Linked DNA regions of Triticum aestivum: region 1 is linked to region 2. A link is a contact called in public Hi-C data. All regions are on one chromosome and are shown on one strand. Each heading gives the region's core, a stretch centred on a gene start, on an enhancer-like site or on the middle of the called end of the contact. The rest is flanking DNA. Distances are from core to core; before and after follow the strand shown. Region 1 holds the start of LOC123165657 (70 kDa peptidyl-prolyl isomerase-like). Region 2 holds the start of LOC123169985 (pentatricopeptide repeat-containing protein At5g18390, mitochondrial).

Region 1 (4,639 bases), core at 35-2,534, 320 kb after region 2:
AAATGCACATGTTTTTTCTATGCCATTTCTCTAAAGCTGCATGGTTCTCCTCTCCTTGGTTCATTAGAACAGAGGTCATTGCAGCAAATCATCATTCAACTCCTCAAATAATTTAGCCTTTGCTCACTTCGGCTCATCCCCATATCAAAGTCACTAGTTTATACACTTTTTTGTGGTCTATTTGGAAGGCAAGAAATGATGCTTTATTTGGTAGAAAATTGTGCAAACCATCACATGTGTTCTCTGTAGCTAATGCAATCATGCAGGACTCAAAGCTTGAAGATATGTTTTTGACTCCTCACGAACATCGCTCCACTCGCTCGGTAGACCAACAGGTAGTGCCACAACGGGATATTTTTCTGCTTGCGGGTAATGCCATCTTTTATGATGCTGCTTGAAAAAATGAAGGAAATGTCCAATCATCTCCAGTGGGCATTGGCGTCATCACCCAAACTGGAGGCAATCAACATTGCCAACAACTGCATGTCTCTGCTTTGTCTCCACCAGCATCGACTCCCCTCCAGGCTGAAGCATTTGGATTGCATCCTGCTACCATGCTAGCTGAAGCACTTCATTTACAAGAACCATATTTCTACACGGATAGTTTTGTCTCGGCATCAGCGACAAAGGCGACACCCATCTTCAAGGATGCAGGCCATTGGAGCATTAGGCCCACCCTTGCGGCCATTCGGTCGTCCCCAGCTTTCCATTCCAGCAGGACCAATCATGTCAATAGGCACTATAATATTAGGCCTCACCATCAGGCAAAACTAGCTCTCAAAATTCAGAATATGCCTCTCACTGTTAGGTGTCTTTCTTCAGACACAGGTCTTTACCTTGGTAGGATGTTATTTCCATGTCAAGTGTGAGCACATTCACACTCCTCTATGTAAAGTGTTGCTAATGAAATAAAAAACTTGTTATGTTAAAAAAAAGATATTTGAGCTCATATTATGGAAAGAGGGCATATAAAGTATTTATGAATCTGATAAATCTTATAACCCAAAGGTCTTTCTAAAAGGTCCTTTGAATTAAAATTTCTCCAAACTTCATAGAAAATCCTACAATATGGAGAGGCTGCGAAAGACAAGCTTTAAACGCATGGCCTTTGCGTGGGGATTTGAATTTGATGAAACGTAACTACGTGATCACACTCAAAAGGGAGGATTCCGAATTTACGATGCTACCCACCAAATCTGGAAGCAGCCGCTGCCGTTCACTTTCCATTTCTAATTTCCCCCGGAACACTCTAGAAGCCCAATTTGGTTCTCTTCTTTAAACCCTGACCCTCATCATCACCCCCTCGTGCTCTCTCTTTCTCTCGCTCTCGAACCTTCCGAAGTCCAAACCCTAGCGAGCTCCCTTCCGCCTCCCCCAAGACACAAACCTCAGATCCCACCCATCCCACGCCATGGACGACGACTTCGACATCCCCGCGGGCGACGACCTGATGATGGGGGACGGGATGGGTGACTTCGGCGGCGCCGAAGGGCCGGGGATGAAGGTGGGCGAGGAGAAGGAGATCGGGAAGCAGGGGCTTAAGAAGAAGCTGCTCAAGGAGGGCGAAGGGTGGGACACCCCCGAGGTCGGCGACGAGGTCGAAGGTATCCGCACTACTACTGCTACAGTTTTCCTCTCAAATCGCAGATGTTGCCATGTCGCAGTTCGATCCAATCCTTGTCCCGCTTTAGGATTAAGATGGAGTGTTGAGTGGTGCGGAGCTAGTGGACAAATTAGGAGAAAAACTTGTACGAGTAGACAACTTGTCTCACGCTGTATAGTGTGTCAATTTTGAATCGATGCTGTGATGCGTGAAAGGCCAGTTCGCTCCTCTGGAATCAGTGAGGTGCCTTTTGGTGGGACGCGGAGTTAGTGGTGAAACTAGGAGAAAATTGCATACGACGTCTCTCATGCTGTCATCTGTGAAGTTCGAATCATTTTTGTGACATGGTCTGTGAACTTTTGAAATTACTAAGATGTTTTACTGTGGGATGCGTAGTTAGTGGTGAAACTAAGTACAGTAGTAAATTGCAGACCGCTTCGCTCATGCTGTCATCTGTGAAGTTTGAATCGTTTCTGTGACATTGTCTGAAGTTCCAATCATTTATGTGACATTATGCTAGTTCGATCCTTGAGGTGTTCAAGCATCGTTCGTTGTTGCTAGCTCTACCACATGGTTATGACCTGCTGTGGAAAGTGTACTTATGACTAACTTTTTTGTTGGCGGATAGCGCTTGAATAATGAGATGACGAGAGTTTTTTTTAACGGAGGTGCTCATTAGGGGAATTTATTATTTTTGCTGTTGCTGCTGTGTTACTTATTGTTCCACGCCTGAACAGATTATGTATACTAGCAAATTGCCAGTGCGTTATGATGGATCCAAAATAGACTGGTACACGTTCACAAACTTGGAAAAAAGAAACATACTATTTTTGGTATATATCACTAAAAGTATGTTAGGTTTCACCAAAATCTATTCCTCTTACTTCTTTGGACGAGGTGGGGGAGGGATGGGGCTGATCTGGAGATACTGAGGGGTTTTCTGCAAATGTGTAGCAGAATGGCAGGGATCTTTTTCAAAATTACCAGAAGTTACCTCACATGCATTGGATGCAGATCGGATGGTAAAAAAGGACCGATGACAGAAACGCCATCAACACCAACTGAGTTTTATCTGAATGTATATTTATATTTATGTATTTATAGGAGTGTATAAACTGCTTCATCCTGTTGGCTGAGGATCTGGATAAGTAATATTTGGCTGATGTACAATTGTGTTGATATTTCAGTCCATTACACTGGCACCCTCCTTGATGGTAAAAAATTTGACTCCAGCCGTGACCGTGATGACACATTCAAGTTCAAGCTGGGACAAGGTTCATTTCTTCCTCCCTTTATTTTTATTATACATACATGTATTCTCGTTTTTGGATGAAAGGTCTTGTAAACGATTTGATTGTGAACAGTGTGCTGCACATGTTTACCTTTGGCTGGTGCGGTACACAGAATTATGGGGTTTCTTGTAGTTGATTAAACTGGGTAATTATTAAACGATCCTTCATTTGACAGGCAAGTTTGTTTGGGGCCTTTAGTGTGCTTGTGTGCTAAACAACTCCCCGTGAGCATTTGAGCTTTAGTAATGTGCACAAGGCCATCACCATTCATGAACAAATACTGGACTGTAGTTGCTTGACAAAAGTTGCTGATGACCGACTGAATGCTAGTTCAGCAAATTTTAGTGCCAATGGGGAGTAATCTTGTTCTTTGTTTAGTCATGCTCATCATTTATTATAACAAGTTAATTGCCGCAAGTTTGTTTCTATATGCTCCATGATGTTGGGAACTTGGGATTGCACATTCTAGTGTATGTTTGTTACTCAGTTGCTAATTTGTTGCCAACTTATGTCCAGGTCAAGTAATAAAGGGATGGGATCAAGGCATCAAGACCATGAAGAAAGGGGAAAATGCTCTTTTCACCATTCCTCCTGAATTGGCTTATGGTGAATCTGGTTCACCTCCAACTATTCCGGCCAATGCCACGCTGCAGTTCGATGTTGAGCTGCTTTCTTGGACCAGTGTCAGGGACATTTGCAAAGATGGTGGCATATTCAAGAAGATATTGAAGGAGGGAGATAAATGGGAGAACCCAAAGGATCCTGATGAAGTATTTGGTAATCTTTGCTAACTGAAACAGCTTCCTATCGCATGTATTCCCCTTATTTGTGTAACTGACCTTTCTTGTATTGTATAGTGAAATATGAGGCTCGGCTCGAGGATGGTACTGTTGTGTCCAAGTCTGAGGGGGTTGAATTTACTGTTAAAGATGGTGATGCTCTCTCTCTCTCTTCCGCTCTTCTCTACACATGCGCAACCTGTTGAGAGTGTTGCGCTCAATGCACTGCTTGCTAACAAATTGGAATCTGGTTTCAGGACACCTCTGCCCTGCACTGGCCAAAGCTGTTAAAACCATGAAAAAAGGAGAGAAGGTGCTCCTCACGGTCAAGCCACAGTGTAAGCTTATTTGACGCCACCTTCCTTTGCATTTTCCCCCTTTTCTCGGGCAGGTTTTTGAACTTTTGCAATGGCAGATGGATTTGGTGAGATGGGTAGACCAGCAGCTGGCGAGGGAGGTGCTGTGCCACCAAATGCTGGTCTTGTTATTGACCTTGAGCTGGTTTCATGGAAGACTGTCACAGAAATAGGGGATGATAAGAAGATCCTTAAAAAAGTTCTCAAGGAGGGCGAGGGATATGAACGTCCCAATGAGGGTGCAGTTGTTACAGGTATATAAGCTTAACCATGATGGTTATTGTTTTAACTACACACGGCACCGCTGTTTGAGTATGAATTGATTGTTCTGTAATAAGTTATAACTGAATCGTATCTTGTCATTGACAGTCAAAATAACTGGAAAGCTTCAAGATGGCACAGTATTCTTGAAGAAGGGGCATGATGAACAAGAGCCATTTGAATTTAAGACTGATGAAGGTACCTTTTCTCTTTGCTTTTGTTTATGCATGTTTTGGTCACATTAAGTAATCCATTGAACTCCACTGTTATACTGTGATGCGTGAATAATATGTTTGTTCCTTTTGGTTTATACTTTATTTTCAGAGGCTGTTATTGAGGGTCTTGATC
Region 2 (4,395 bases), core at 575-3,074:
CAGCTCCAGCTCAGACACATTGTGGACAACAAACTTCTTGAACTTGTTGGGAAGGTAATGCCTGGTCTTCTTGTCAGAACCGTAGCCAATGTTGGGCATCAAGGTGCATCCCTTGAACTTTCTCCTGACACGGGAATCAATGCCCTTTGGCCTGCGCCAGCTTTGCTACAATCAAAAATGAAAATATTGTTCAGTTTAAGCACAACATTACACAATAAACAAGAGGACAGGTCCAGAAGAGATGAAAAGACAAGATTCAACACATACAAAATACCAAACAACCTAGGATCACCTGCGCCTTGTGGACTCTAAAATGGACAATAATAATTTTATGACATTCAGAAACAATGGTAAACTACAAGCAGCTACCATCCTACACAATAAGTTTCCTAGCCATACTTGTACCATCGGACAACACACAAATAATTATAATCGAGCAAAGCAACAAATCACTTGCTGGCTTTGGTTGTATGGGGGTATACTTGCACCAAAAAAAGATCATAGAACACAAAATAGAAGAATAACAAGCCAAGAAAATGCTGCTCAGCTCAAGGTCACATAACAGTGTAGAAGTAGTTAAGCTGAAAGGATCAGACAGAAGGTACTAATCATGCAGAAAACATGACTTCTTGAGCGCACATTTGGAAACAAGTGTTGGGAGAAGTCTAAGCAAAGCATTCATACTTAGAATGAAGCCCACGCCTTTTTTTAATTCATCCCACTTCATGAAGACATGAATAAATTGCTGTAGAAGAGGTTGCGACAGCCACAGTACTATACTAATGCAAGGGCTAGGGCCCTCTTCATTCAACCAAATATTCGCTCAAGAAGATGTTTTCTTACTCAGACCTTTTACTAAGCCATCACTTCCTTTCTTCAAGGAGTCATCAATAAAACAACAAGGTAAAACGAAAACACAAATGCCCAGCTAAGTGTCTGCTATAATCTTTTAACCTAATGTTCATTGATAATTTGATGTACAAGCACAACAAACAATTTCAATTTAAACATGCATCGTTCAGTTATCTACTTTGTGCTTGTTCACATCCTAAATGGTTTCCACCTTCAGAAAACACAACAAATTTCTACAGCAACATACGCTTCGTGCTGAATCAACGACTCCAACACAAACCATTTCACAGTAACATAGCCTAAGCCGAAGTGGTAAATTTGGCATACAGCGACTACGAATCACAAGTTAATAATACTAAAAAACGCCACAGACCTCCAGATACTACAGCAGGCCATGAACCACGGTGAACTTTGAAAGTTGAAACTACAACATGCGTAACAATCGGGATCTAGAACCGGGTCAAATCAACTGCACGAAGCAATCAAGACATGAGGCACTTGCAACATCCACTGCATAGAAGTCTGGCAGAAGCGGTCGATACCTTGAGGCCAATGTAGCGGTCGCTATGGGCCCTCTTGAAGTGCTTGACCCTCTTCTTCACGATCTTCCTGGTCAGAAGCGGCACCGCCATCTCTGATCTGTCGGGCAAAACCAGCAGAAGGAGTTTGAATCAGACGACGAGGATAAAATCACCCGGGAAAACGAGGTGCGAGCTCGTCTGCGAGCTTGCTTGCTACCTTAGGGAGCGAACGACCCTAACCCTAACACAGAGAGAGGTGCAAGAAGAGCGGCGGCGGGGCTGGAATTGCAAGGCGACGCAGTCTTTATACCCTCCACAAACCCTAGTTACATGGGCTCGAATGGGCCAGTGCGGTCTAGCCCGAAAAATAGAAAGTTAAGCCCGGTACATTGCAATAACTTGCCCAGTTGCAGAATGGGCCTCCGTTTCTAAGCCCAGCTCCACCGTTAGCTCCCGAATCTCGGTGTGGCCGCGGCGCCGAGGGGAGGCGAGAAATGTCGTCCTCCGTCTCCGCCGCCGTTCTCCGCCGCCTCGGCGACCGGCTCGGCCTCCGCCGACTCGCGACGCTCCCCGACTACGCGGCCGGCGCCGAGGAGCTTCCGCAGCACCCCACCTCCAAGGACGCCTACTTCGCGGCGGTCAACCACCTCTCCACCATCGTACGGCGCGACTTCTACCTGGAGCGCACCCTGAACCGCCTCCGCCTGCCGTCCCCCTTCCCGCCGGACCTCGCGCTCCGCGTCATCCGCGCCGCTGCCCCCTCCGAGCCCCTCCACGCCGCCCGCTTCCTAGCGTGGCTCCGGGCGAAGCCCAATTTCTCCCCCTCCGCCGATCACTTCGACGCGCTGCTCCTCCCGCTCGCCCGCGCGCGCCTCTTCACCCACCTCTGGACCCAGGCCTCCGACATGCGCGCGCTCGGCCTCCCCCTCTCTCCGGCAACCTTCTCGGCGGTTATCTCGTCCTACGGCCACTCCCGCCTCGCCGAGCAGGCCGTCGAGGTCTTCAATCGCCTTCCCCACTTCGGGTGCCCGCAGACCACCGAGGTCTACAACGCCCTTCTGGACGCGCTCTGCGCCAACGGCAACTTCGCCGGCGCCTACAAGCTGCTACGCCGCATGGCGCGCAAGGGCGTGGCCCCCGACCGCGCCACGTTCAGCACGCTCGTCGACGCCTGGTGCGCGTCGGGGAAGCTCCGGGAGGCGCAGGCGTTCCTCGACGACATGTCGTCCCGCGGGTTCCGGCCGCCGGTGCGCGGTCGGGACCTCCTCGTCGACGGGCTCGTCCGAGCTGGGCGCCTGGAGGAAGCCAAGGCATTCGCCCTCCGCATCACCAAGGAGGGCGTCCTCCCCGACGTGGCCACATTCAACTCGCTCGCCCAGGCGCTTTGCGATGCAGGTGATGTGGAATTCGCCGTGGGTCTTCTTGCCGATGCTTCCAGTCGTGGCATGTGCCCAGATATCTCAACTTACAAAGTGATGCTACCGGCGGTGGCCAAGGCTGGCCGAATTGAGGAGGCATTCAGATTGTTCTATGCAGCTATTGAGGATGGCCACCGGCCCTTCCCAAGTCTATATGCGGCGATCGTCAAGGCGCTCTGCAAGGCAGGTCGTTTCGCTGATGCTTTCGCCTTTTTTGGTGATATGAAGTCCAAGGGGCACCCACCTAATCGGCCTGTGTATGTGATGCTTGTCAAAATGTGTGTGAGGGGTGGTCGGTTCTTGGATGCTGCAAACTACCTTCTTGAGATGAATGAGGCTGGGTTCGCGCCACGGGCGCCAACCTTTAACGTTGTAGTTGATGGGCTGCGGCATCTTGGGAAACATGACCTAGCCCGGAGGATGGAGCAGCTTGAGATGTCACTAAAAGGAAACTGAATGGATCCGGAAGTAGATGCATTCTGGTGGGGCGCTGCGAATTGCTTGGTAATGTTTCTGAATTTCCAGGCAGGGCTCCTATCTTCTAATTGTATTTCATGACATAGGCCGCCAGTGCTATGCTGTTGGACTGTGACTGATATGCTTGGCAAGTGATTTACTTGTTTTCGGTAGGAAGAATCAATGAATAAGGCCATCAGATAGCCTCAACTAATGTGCTCAAAATTGTGCAGTGTTGGTTCACAAGAAAAGTAGTGGTGGAGTAGGCACTAAGTTCAGAGGAAGGTAAGTTTTGTGGTTGCATGGATAAGATTATTGAAATATCCATGATCCATTGGTGTTTGACCAGGTGTTTTCACTGTTCAATTTAGAACCAACTCTGCGCTCCATGATAGTTCAGTATAAAGATTGGACCCATGCTACCTTGTATGATCTAAAAGTGTATTGTTGAGATGTCACTAGAAGGAAACTGAATGAACCAGGAATTAGATGCCGTCTAGTGGGGTGCTGTGAATTGCATGGTAAAGGTTCTGAATTTTCAGGTAGGATTCCTGTCTTCTGATTGTATTCTGTGACATAAAACAATGTTATGCTGTTGGACTGTTGGATATGCTGGTCAAGTGATTTATTTGTTTTGGGTAGGAAAGATCAGTGAATAAGATCATTGGATAGCCTCAACTAATGTGGTCAAATTTGTATAGACGAGTATAGTGAAGGTTAACAAGAAGAGTAGTGGTGGAATATGCAGTAAGTTGAGAGGAATTTAAGTTTTGTGGTTGCATAGATTAGATTATTGAAATATCCACTGCCCCATCAGTGTTTGACTAGGTGGACCAGGTGCTTTCACTGTTGAATTTAGAACCAACTCTGTGATCCATGAGAATTCATGTAGAATAAAGATTGGAGCCATGCTACCTTGTACGATTTGAAATTGTGTTGTAGAGATAGGGCTGACTACAGATAGTGTTTGCTAACCTCAAGGCAAAATCACTTACCATTGAAAGGTTGAGGTACCTGTGTTGTCTTCTGGACAGAAGAACAACACTGTCTGGAATAAGTATGAGTCTTAATGAGGGGAGATTTCAAATTTTTGAGATTGACAGTGCTCCGCCTTTTTGTAGAATGCACATTTGCGAAGACAAAGTGAT

Evidence for each region. Hi-C and Micro-C count contacts between places; a contact is called where the count stands out from the background.
Region 1: a contact with region 2 is called in a Hi-C map of leaf, with 10 times the contacts expected there. The contact joins the promoter of LOC123165657 here to the promoter of LOC123169985 in region 2. A contact is called at or near these places in 3 of 5 Hi-C or Micro-C datasets (all in leaf).

Annotation. Positions count from the first base shown.
Region 1 is chr7D:234,782,763-234,787,401 of IWGSC CS RefSeq v2.1, forward strand. It overlaps LOC123165657 (70 kDa peptidyl-prolyl isomerase-like), which reads left to right and starts at 1,285. Exons shown (of 13, transcript XM_044583349.1): 1 at 1,285-1,604; 2 at 2,791-2,877; 3 at 3,412-3,672; 4 at 3,753-3,827; 5 at 3,932-4,012; 6 at 4,090-4,284; 7 at 4,400-4,489; 8 at 4,616-4,639. The coding sequence starts at 1,412.
Region 2 is chr7D:234,465,995-234,470,389 of IWGSC CS RefSeq v2.1, forward strand. It overlaps LOC123169985 (pentatricopeptide repeat-containing protein At5g18390, mitochondrial), which reads left to right and starts at 1,825. Exons shown (of 2, transcript XM_044587834.1): 1 at 1,825-3,295. The coding sequence starts at 1,868. The coding sequence ends at 3,247. It overlaps LOC123169987 (60S ribosomal protein L32-1), which reads right to left and starts at 1,782. Exons shown (of 4, transcript XM_044587836.1): 1 at 1,591-1,782; 2 at 1,395-1,491; 3 at 1-165. The coding sequence starts at 1,484.